Regions from separate parts of the Anser cygnoides genome. Here region 1 is linked to region 2. A link is a contact called in public Hi-C data. All regions are on one chromosome and are shown on one strand. The core of a region is the stretch at or near the end of the contact, and the rest is flanking DNA. Distances in the headings are between cores, read along the strand shown.

What was found. Hi-C and Micro-C count contacts between places; a contact is called where the count stands out from the background.
Region 1: a Hi-C map of liver shows a contact between it and region 2, with 7 times the contacts expected there. The contact joins the promoter of IGSF5 here to the promoter of ETS2 in region 2. A contact is called at or near these places in 2 of 7 Hi-C or Micro-C datasets (both in liver).

The regions. Positions count from the first base shown.
Region 1 is chr1:116,231,190-116,236,865 of Taihu_goose_T2T_genome, forward strand. It overlaps IGSF5 (immunoglobulin superfamily member 5), which reads left to right and starts at 2,288. Exons shown (of 8, transcript XM_066979010.1): 1 at 2,288-2,429; 2 at 4,664-4,866. The coding sequence starts at 4,809.
Region 2 is chr1:115,922,145-115,927,191 of Taihu_goose_T2T_genome, forward strand. It overlaps ETS2 (ETS proto-oncogene 2, transcription factor), which reads left to right and starts at 3,364. Exons shown (of 10, transcript XM_048071484.2): 1 at 3,364-3,732.

The DNA.
Region 1 (5,676 bases), core at 1,038-3,537, 310 kb after region 2:
TTAAAACTTCTGTATGAAGCCCAAGATTAACCTAGTTTATGTCATTCTTGCCCCAGGAATTTTCTTTATTTAGTGCATAGTCTTTAATATAATAGCAGAATTTTGTACATTCAACGTACATGTTTATTTGAAATCTTTAAGTTGGTTTATAAAATATGAACACAGTTGTGTTTAGTGATGAAACCTGACTCTTCAAAGTGGCTTTGTGTGTTTTATCTCTTATCAGCATCTTTGTTAAAAAGAACAAGTCAACTGGTATTTTTGTGTTACCCATAAATTGAGTACTTCGTTTAGCAGCTGCTTATGAGTAATGTTCTATGAAAAATAACTTCCAATATAGGGGTAAAAACTGGTATAAGAGCTTTTATAAGTGATCATCACAATTTTTGTTAAGTTCTATTTGTAAATATGACAAACCATGTACTAGGTCATGTTCAGAGATGAGCTGCCAGCAAGTTCTTAGAAACTATTATGCTCCTTACTAGACACATCTGGAAATCAGTGTATGTCTTCGTGTCCCTCAGTTCAAGTAGGGCATGGAAAACCTGGAGAGGGTCCGGTGACAGGAGGTCAAGTGGTCAGGAATCTAGAGCACAGCACTGGTGAAGAGATGCTGAGGGGGTAGAGCTTTAGTCTGGCAGAGGAGAGGTTAAAGGGTGATCTAATAGCAGCTTAAATCTACCTGAAGATCAATTACAAAGATGACAGCCAATCTCTTCTTGGTAGTGCCAAATGATAGTTTTGTACAAGTTCTAAAAGCAGCTATTATCCTTTCTGAAGCTTTTTTACAAAGAGTTATCTTTATTAATCTAAACTGAAAATCCAGTCAATCCATTTTAACCTTCTGCACTTTTCCCACTTGAGCAACTAGAGATGGAAACTGTTTATTAGATGTTTCCCTTTTTCTTACTATAGTTCTGTTTGGATGGAAATCAAAGTATTCATAGAAAGTATCTCAAGAAAACTGTTATGAAATTAGGGCTTTTGGTTGAACAAGAGTGCAATATTTTAGACTTGATAAAAGAGACATGTTTGGAAAAGCAAAGATGCAAAATGAAAAAAAGTATAATTGCTCAGAAAGTCCCAGTAGGTTTGCTCTTTGTTTGTTAACAAGTCAGGGTGATAGTTTTTCTAATAAGGTGAATTTTCTGAAATTTAATTTTGGAAATTGATCAAAATTCCCCAAACAGAATGTTTTGTTTCCCTTTGCTGAAGTGAATCTTTTCTTTTTGAGTCAGCATGGCATTAATTTCTACTTGCTAGAACTGTTACTGTGCTTAGTAGGAAATACAGTTCAGGAAAATCATATGTCCCTTCTTTACGATTTAAGCTTCCCGGCAGAGGGAAGTACCAGTATCTCCTGATGTGTCACATTCATTCAACTTACTGGCCAATGTTGGTGTAACATGAAGGATGCAGTTCAGCTCTCAGAGGAAGAAGACTGCAGCAGTTGCAAGAGCGTCTCTCACAAGGCAGCACTGCAGCTTTGATGAACAGAAATGACTATGGATGTAGCAGAAAAAAGGTTTGGTTTAACCCTGCAAAGTAAATCAAAATATTTTAGAATCAAATAAAAATACATGAATGAACATTTTCTTGACATAGTGTAAAAAAATCCACAAAATAAAAACTGGGAGGCAAGGAAGATAAAAAACGAAAACCCAAATCACTTGGGGACTGTTTTCTCCACTAGAAGATGGGAAAACAGTCTAGTTTTCTCACCACCTGCTTATAAACTTGTACTTCACAGGAAGGGCCCATTTCGCCAGGTCCCTGAGGGCACTCCCTCAGCAGCCCCCCACTGCCAAGGACCCCATCTCAGCCCTTGGGGCCATCATTCCCTGCCCCAGCAATGCTGCAGGCTGGCCCTGGCCCTGGCCCAGTCCCCTTGGTGCCATGTCGTGGGTCTTGTCTCCAGCTCTGTCCCCAGCCCCACCTCTCAGACGGGACCCCATGCTTCTGCTCCCTGCCACGTTGCATGCAGCACTATGATGGTGGCACTAGCTCCATCCCGGGCACACAGCACCGGTGCACACTCTCCTGCCTACAGAATGTGATAAGTAAATGTCACCGAGTCCGTCACTGCGCCCTGTGCAGGCAGCCCAGCAGCCCTCTCCCGAGACATCAGGTGTCGTCGCCAATCCAGCTTTTCAGGTCGGGACGGTCCGCAGCTTTCTGCTGCCAGCCTGCCATCAGCATGACGCCCTTCCTCCTGCAGGGCCGGTTAAATATTAACACCACAATATGCATATTGGGGCGGGTGGGAGGAGGCTGGTGGGGGGAAGACACAACCCTTTCCTTATCTACCGAAAGGACAATGTCACACCGAAGCCCAAGCCCAGCGGCAGAGCGGGGAGAGGTCGGCACTCCTGGCCAGAGGTGGCGGCGGCTAGGCCGGGGCCTGGGGAAGGATTCCTCCAGGAGAAAAGGTGAGGGCTTGCCCAGGGCTGGGAGCGTGGCTTTGAATGCTGGCGGTCTGTAAAGGAAAGTGGGCGGAAAAACTCTTTTTGGCATTCAGGGGAGGTGATCCAGAGGCACTGCGCTGTCTTGGCAGAGGGAGTGGCTGGGAAACACAGCTTAACCCTGTCCCCGGCTCCTTCCTCAGTTGGGCTGGCGGTGGGACGTCGGCTGCCAAGTGTTTAGGCAGATACTGTCCCCTTCCTCTGGTGTGGGTGCGGGATAGGCTCAGGTCAGGGCAAGGCCAGCGATACCGATCACCAGTGCACCTGTGGACCAGGAAAAGATCACGACCGGAGATAAAAAAAAGTGGCTGGGGCTAGCCCCAGGCATTTAATTTACCATGAGGCAAAATACTCTGCTTCAGAATATTTTCCCTCTGTGGGGATGAGATCGTTTTTCTTTGAAAGTCCATTTCGAAATGTACAAGGTAAAACTGAAAGCTAGGTTTCCCTTCTTTTCCCTGGTCATTTTATGTCACCCCAAGTTATTTACTGATCTTGGCCTGAATTGTACGGAAGGTCCTAGCACATTTGTTTTCCTCCATAACAATTTGCTCTGCTGAGTTTATATGGGTGCAACTGAGTTTATAAGTGGGATTACGAGCCACGGCTGCTGGCTTTAGGGATATGCTGGCTCCCGGGGTGCTCTCTGGACATGCAGATCCTCCCTGGGTTGGTGACTTCCTAGAAAAGGACACGACACCGTCTTTTGGACTTGCTTCCTGGTGTTTTGCTTGGGCTGTTTCAGTTAACACCACAGATAATACTAACACTGAAATGCCACCAGCTAGCGTGTGTACGTGCGGAAGGCTAGGGCAGTGAGAGAGAAGGGAAAAGCCCCTGCAGGTCTCACACCCTGACCCTCCCCTCAGCTGCCTGCACCGGGCTCCTCGGCACACAACCCTGCAGGTGAGCGTGTAGCCAAGGAAACACACAGGCTTTCAAAATACCTCAGGAAAACCCAAAGCAACCTGCAAACTAACCCCCTTCCCAACCTACAGATGAAGAAATCAGCACACAGGCTCGGTTTAGAACGTTGATTAATTCACAGGGCTGCCCTTTTAGATTTGTGGGGCAAACTGAAAGCTGGCAAAACGGGGAAAAACAAAGCAAACTGCCAGCCGGTCACGTCACAGCTGCCTCGCTCAGCTCAGCCAGACCCCTGTGTCCAAAGCACAGATTAGTGAACTGAGCTCTTGTGGTTTGTCCCTTGGCGCAGTTTTGGTTTAAGCAAGAAGGCGATTAAATGTACACTTTTGACAGCAAACTCACAGTCTCTGTGGTGACACTAATATTTATGCACTGCCACAATGAACACTTCTGAAATCAAAACCGCTTTCCTGACAAGACGTTTGAGCTGACCACAAAACCGCAGCCTCCGGCCTGCATCCCTTTCACGAAGGAAAGCTTGAATTTCCCAGCTGAGAAGTTTGTAAACCAAGCAGCTCAGTCAAACTGCCTCCCACATATTTTGAGGGGGAGGAGAGTAGTATCACAGAAGTGAATCAGAAAAGCTGGAAAAACAGAAAATGCAGAATTAAGGTGATGGCTCCCACCCAAGCTCTGTATCTTATCTCTGTCCACTGTGGAAAGCTGATGGTGTTTTGTTTTGGGGAGTAAGAGCATAGTTTTTGAATCCTAGTTTTGGAGTAAAACATACAGAAAAGCAATACAATATTTTTGGGGGTGTAGGGATGCATCGGGATGTATTTCTACTTCCCACCCCAGAGGCTGCCTGGCACAGAAGGCATTCCTTCGCGCCTGTTTCCCAGGTGGGAAACAGCCCCTCCATCCACAGGTCTGCTCCTCTGCAGCCCCAGGGGAGGCTGTGGCCCTGTGCAGTTGCTCTGCGTGACAGTAAGTGATGGAGCACAGGGTTCATTAGCCTGCCAGGACACCGCCGCCGGCACAGGCAGGGCACCCACCACACACACGCAATTGCAGGCAACTAAGAGAATTATTTTCCCCGGCTGCTCCTGATTAACTTTAATGATGCAGATGGGGCTACCCTGACACAGTCAATCCTGAAGCAGTAGCATTGTAATAGCCAGGATGGACTGGGCCCAAGGTCTTTCTATGCTGAAGAAAGGTCTGTGTGTTGAAAGCTCATCTACTTCTTTTCCAACAGTTTTTCTGAGAAAAGATACTGTTTTTCTCAGACCAACTGTTCTACTACTGTTTTTCTCCCCTTGTTTGTAATACAGGTCACATAAAGTCACGTTTTGTCAGAGGACACAAAACAGCAGCTGATTTCCAAATTCCTTGACAAGTTCTGTCCTTGAGCTTCTTCTCAAGCATGCAATGACCACTGGTGGCTTTCTGCCTTAGGGACCAGGAGAGAATGCTCCAATGGGGAGGTTCCAGAAATTCACTTTACTTCTTTTCATCGTATCTGCCTCGCTAACAGGTAGGACACGTTCATAACCCTTGAAGTGAGCCACCGTGGACTAAATGTGTGAACTAATTTTAAAGCTATGTAAATGGCAGTTACTGGCAATATCAGATTAAACAGTAAGTCCCAGAGGGGGATTATTCAAAGTGTTTCAAGTGGATAAGTTTGCATTTGAAGTCTGAATGTTTTAATGGCTTAGATTATAGTATGTATGAATTGGGTTTCAGTATACAGGACTGAGCAGTGGGTGGGGTGGGGAGGCTGCCTTCTCACTTCCAATGAGCTGGGATGTCCCCACTCATTTCTCCTTCTCCTTAGCTCATCCTTCTCTTGTCCGTTCAGGACTGCTCTTGAGGGGGTGTCTGCAAAGAACTCAATATCAGCAGCTGATTTTGCTTCTAGAAAGACATGTAAATTATAATTTTCCTATTTGGCCTCCAATTTACATTTCATTTGCCTGAATCTCATACTGAATTCAGATAAAAGGTATCCTGGTGGCAGAGCTTTAAAGAAAATGTGAATATAAAGTGACTAGTTGGGTAATGGAGACAAGGCTGATTTGTTTCCTGTAGTCTGGCTGGGGTTTTAAGAGGCTCTGAAAGGAGAGAGCTGCAGTGGGATGAGAGGGAAGGTATAACTGGTGAAAGGAAACACTATGCAGCAGTATACGGTGAGTTCTCTGAGCAGAGTGGTGTTCCCAGTGGAGTTGCACTGGGATGTGTGATATTCAACAAACTCTTAAACAACCCCAGGAAGAGGAGTATGAACTGTGAGGTGGCAGACTTTGCAGGTGGTGCGGAATTACTTGGGACAGCCAAGTGCAAA
Region 2 (5,047 bases), core at 2,114-4,613:
AAAATTAGAAGCAGAAGAACCTTGCATTTTTATACATGGTGGGGCTGACAGCTTACTTAATTTCCTTCAGCTTTATGCAACACAGATGAAATGCAGTGATTTTTGTTACTGTTCAAACATGCTGGCAGAACTTTGACATAGTATTTTTTTCTCTCTGTGGTAATTACTAGTGTTGGTTTGCATGTGCTAAGAATAATGACACACATGAATAACTTGCCATACTTTATGACTCACGGAGATGCCTTCGCAGAAATGATCTTGGTCATATTTTGTTCACCATGTACTGTGGGGAGAGCTTTTCGTTGGGGATAGTTGGTGGTGTTTTATTTTAACAGCTTCTTCCTCACCAAGTGAAGAATATATTACGTATATAAAGACTTCTTGATACCGCCCTTTCCCCAGCCCTGTATAAATATTTTGGTTTAGCTGTATTTGAACCATGGGGCCAACGAGTTTCATCCTTTGTTTCAACCATAACAGCGTGTTGTTTGAAGTCCAAGATAACCAGGTCTCTACTTTCCAAAGCTGTCACTTCCCGAGACCCTTTACGCTGTGATCTTACAGATGCTCCCTGCCGGCATTTCATTGTTAATTGTCTTTGGGGGGCACGAGCAGGCAGCCTCCTTTCATCAATGCATGACCAGGGTGTTTGTTTACCCTACCCAGAGGGACAGGGTGGCCAGGTGCTGAACCCTGTTTTGGTCACCCTGTGATCCCAGGCATTCGCCAAGAAGAGGAGGAGGAGGAGAAAAAGGAGGAGGAGAAGGATGAGGAGGAGGGCCACGCATGCCCCAAACACACATGGGCAGGGGAGCTGAGCCAACATGCAGATGAGTGCTCAGCGCATACTTTGAAAGCACAACAGGGTTTTCACTCCTGAGTGTCCTCTCAGTGTCGCAAGAGAAATTCTGGAGAAGTAAGTCATACCTTCGCTGGAGCTCTGGCTGCAATGCAGCTCTGCCACATACCTGCTGCCTCTCATTCCCTCTTTGTGCTTTAAACCTCTACATTTTTAGGATCTTATTCCCCCTCTGTTTTGGCACGGGCGAGAATACATCCCTGGGATGCCCCAGCACTCAGCTGTTCCTCCTCTCCTCCAGTGAACCTGCAAATTAGCATTGCGGCTGCTCAGGTCAGAAATCTGGGGCCAAATTATCCCCTCGGACAACCATCCATTGCTTTCAGCACAAAACGTCATGTACTTGAATACTGTAACAAATGCGAAAAGTTCCTTCACCTTAATTCACTGCACTACAAGAGGGTCGCTTTTTGGCATATTTCTGAGATACTATTGCAGAGGAAGGAAAAAAGGAAAAAAAAAAAAAAGACCAAAACCAAACAAACATAAACAACCTACTTGCAGCGTGGGTCCTCTTTAAAACAAGAAAGTTATAAACAACAAGGACTGAAAAGAAAAAAATGTTATCTGGACTACCACAGAATCCTAGTACAGTGATTATGCAAATATTTATTATTATTATTATCTTTATCTCTGTGCTTTCTTTTTGTCTTTCTAGCCACTTCAACCCTGAGTACTGGAGCTAGTTCTCCCTCACCCTAAAAAACCAGAAAGCACTAGTGGGTCCACAACAAAAAATGTCCAACGTTTACAGCTTGGTGCTGACGCCATGATTATTCATCAGGTTATACACAGCTCCTCCTTTTATCTCTCTGTATACCAACACACGTGCAAAAAAACACAGATAAGGGCTAAAGCAATTGTGAGGCAGATGGACGCTTCCTAAAATAAAACAAAACACACTTGTACAATACAGAAGCATTTTCAACCAAAACAAAAACTATTTTTTCTTTCTCTCTCTAGCTTTTAGTCTCTGACAATGAGTAGTACAGAGGGAACGCAGACTTATAGAATAATCCAGGTCGGAAAGTAGCTCTTAGTGTCCTTGACACAAGCAGGGCTACCCTCACTGTTCATTTGGGTTGATCAGGTCCATTTTATAAAATATATATCAATTTTGATATATATCATGCACTCAAGCGTACTGAGCGAGTACCATTTGTAAAGGAGCAACAGTGAATTTTATACCAGCAATAAGTGTTGATGAAATTAAATATATGTATATGATAAGAATCACTTTTAAAATAAGATTTTAAATAGCGGAAAATACAGCCAACTTAATCATTTTGCTCCAGATTCCAGCACATCAATTTAGCAAGAAATAAATAACTCCCAGCCTTTCATCTTATCTTTTTGGCAGATGTTTCCCCTGTATAAAGGGTGGCACAATTGTTTTTGTCAGTGTTATAATTAAAACTGCTATCCAGCTGACATACAGTTTTTAATGGTTTCCCTTAGGATTCTAACAGATGTTGCCTTATTAGATCAGGACTCTCCCGAAGTGAGAAATGTCACTGGCATAATCAAGACTTTTCTTCCAGTCTCAACGTGTGCTGTCACAACTTGCCTGGTGACATTTGGCCGTAAGGAAACAAGTAACAGCCACTTTCCTAGGGAGAGGAGGAGGTATTCTGAAGAGTTTGAAAGAAATACCAGAAAAATCTTACTCTGAGGCAACAAGTGGCATGGTCTGGCCTTTGCTGCGGCCAGAAATAGCTGGAGAGCATCGAAGGAGGTGGCCCCGACAACTGCACCACCACCAGCCAAAGGCACTGTAGCTTTCTGTCGGTACGAATAACCACAGCTTCGGCACGTGGCAAAGGGTCATTTGAAATCTGGTGAGGAACCGAGGGGTGGCAGCTACTGGGGGCTCCTGTTCCAAGAGAAGCTACAGCCATACGACACAAGTGTTAATTTGAGATTGGAGTTAGCTTAAATGAAGCAGCGTGTCACAGCAAGCTTGAAGAACAGCATTTTAAAGGCAGTTCAGCTCCCTTGAGGGTCACCAGAAACCAAGAGGAGGAAAGGGTGGAAGCGAGGGTGGATGCACGGGGGCTGCTGCCCTCCCTGGGCCCAGGGTCTCACTTGGGCAGGGGAGGTCACTGGGCACGTCGGTGTTGATTCTCCTATCTTAGCATTCTTGAGGCCGGGCGTTAATTAAGCATGGAAAATGTCCCTGATGAGTTAAATGGTGTATAGATCAGACGGGGCGGCGGGGGGGGGGGGGTAATGTGTTTCTGGAATGACCCCAAACTGCCTTTTTTCCCTTCCCCAAACTGTGGGGGTCCCCTCCCACAGTCCCCCAGCCAGCACAGCCACCCATGGCACCCCCCGGACCCCCAAAACCAGGGCACAGCGGGCTACCCCGCTCCTCCCGCGGCCTCCGCCCCGCTCCCCGCCGCCCCGCTGCCGAAGGGGCCGGGTTCCGGGGGGCGGTCCCCCGGCCGCCACCGCCCCCTGCCCGCTGAAGAGCGCCGGGCAGGGCGGGCGGCGCGGCACAGCGCAGCGCACACGGCTCCGAGCGGCGCCTCCGCCCGGCTCGGCTCGGCTCGGCTCGGCCCGGCAGCGCCCACGCAGCCGCCCGCCTCCCTCCTCCTTCCTCCCGCCCCCTTCCTCCTCCTCCGGGACTCTCCGCTGGGATCGAGCCGGCGCTGCCGCCGCCGCCGCCTCCTCCTTCTTCGCTGCTGTTGTTGTTGGCCGGCTCTGCCCCATCGAGGATATTTTGGCTCCCGGGGAGAGGCAGCGCGCCTTCTTTTCCTTTTTTTTTTTTTTTTTAATTTTATTTTTTTTTTATATTTTAATTTTTTTGGACCCTGCTGCTGCCGGGAAGGGGGCTAGCCGAGGAGCAGGCGAGCTCCGCGCTCGGGGGCCAGGTGAGCGGGGGGCATCCCGGGGGAACCCCGAGCCCGGGGGGGGGGGCTCCGGGCATCGCCCCCAGCCCGGACCCGGGGGGGGTGATGGCGGCCGGCGCCGCCCGCGGCGGGGGAGGGGGCTTGGCCGGGGCAAGGCGGGCAGGAAGGGGTTAACGGGCAGAGGGTGTTCGAAAGGGACCCCAAAAACGCCGGGTCGGGTGAATTTCCCCTGTCTGAGTTTGGGTGCCAAAGGGGGGCTCCCCCCGGCAGCTGTAGGGGGTTGGGCATAGGTGGGAAACGAGATCCTGCTGACAGGAGCCCGGTTACTCCTTTTGTTTGTTTGTTTGTAGGGTTCTGTTTGCTTGGTTTGGGGTTGTTTGTTTCTTTTTTTCTTTGTTTTTAAGAAGAAAAAGCCGTGGAGGTTCTCTCACTGCAGGCACTAGCATGGCTTAGGTCGCCTGGTGGATGGGTTCCCAGCCCGCTCGGGCTGTGGGCGAGCACCCGGTTATTGCTGAAGAGAAGTTGATCAGAATTCAGGAGTATTAGTTAATAAGTGCCTGATCCTGTTGACCCTGTTCTGGTTCACCCGCTCGGCTCTGCGGGGGTGTTGAAGGTGTCCTGCCAGTTAAACCAATTATAGCTGGCAAGTCGCAGTCAGCGGCGGCGGCGGAGGAGCTGGAAGTGAGGCCCAGGCACATCATGCCCTAGTGTCTTTTCTGGACTCAAACAGCAGCTTTTGGAGTCCAGTGGAAAAAAAAAAAAGGCTTTAACCCTTTCATCGTGAGAAGCTATGCTGCCTTGTCGATCCTGATAGCTTGTTGCAGGTCTCGTGCTGGAAGGTGGTCATGCTGCAGGGTAGGAAACTGATGTGTGGTAAGCAAAGGCTCTAGGAACCTGTAACAGCCTGAGAGATTTGGTTAGAGCATTACAAAACGTGGTAGGATCTGCCTGTGTTGTTAGACCAAAGCTCCGATGTCTCTTTTTCACAAGGTGCGTAGCGCACAGGGAAGGCCATGGAAATGCAACGAGTTGGGTTAATGAGCAACGCCAAGTAATGAAGGCTTCTTGTCAACCCTCTGTCTTAGTGCTGTAAGTGTGTCCGAAAAAAACAAACAAAAAGCTGGGAAGGATGGAAACCTTTTAATCAGTGGGAAGGTTCCCAACAGAATTAATGCAGAGGCCAGGACTGCACCTGGAATTGTCAGAAATCCTGTTTGTAGGGCTCACTGGGGATCAGATCTAAGATTACTGAAAATGTGCATAGTGTTTTCACAAGTGCTATCCCACTGGTAAGGCTTATAGCTACTTATCCCTATATAACTGTGCTGATTTCAGC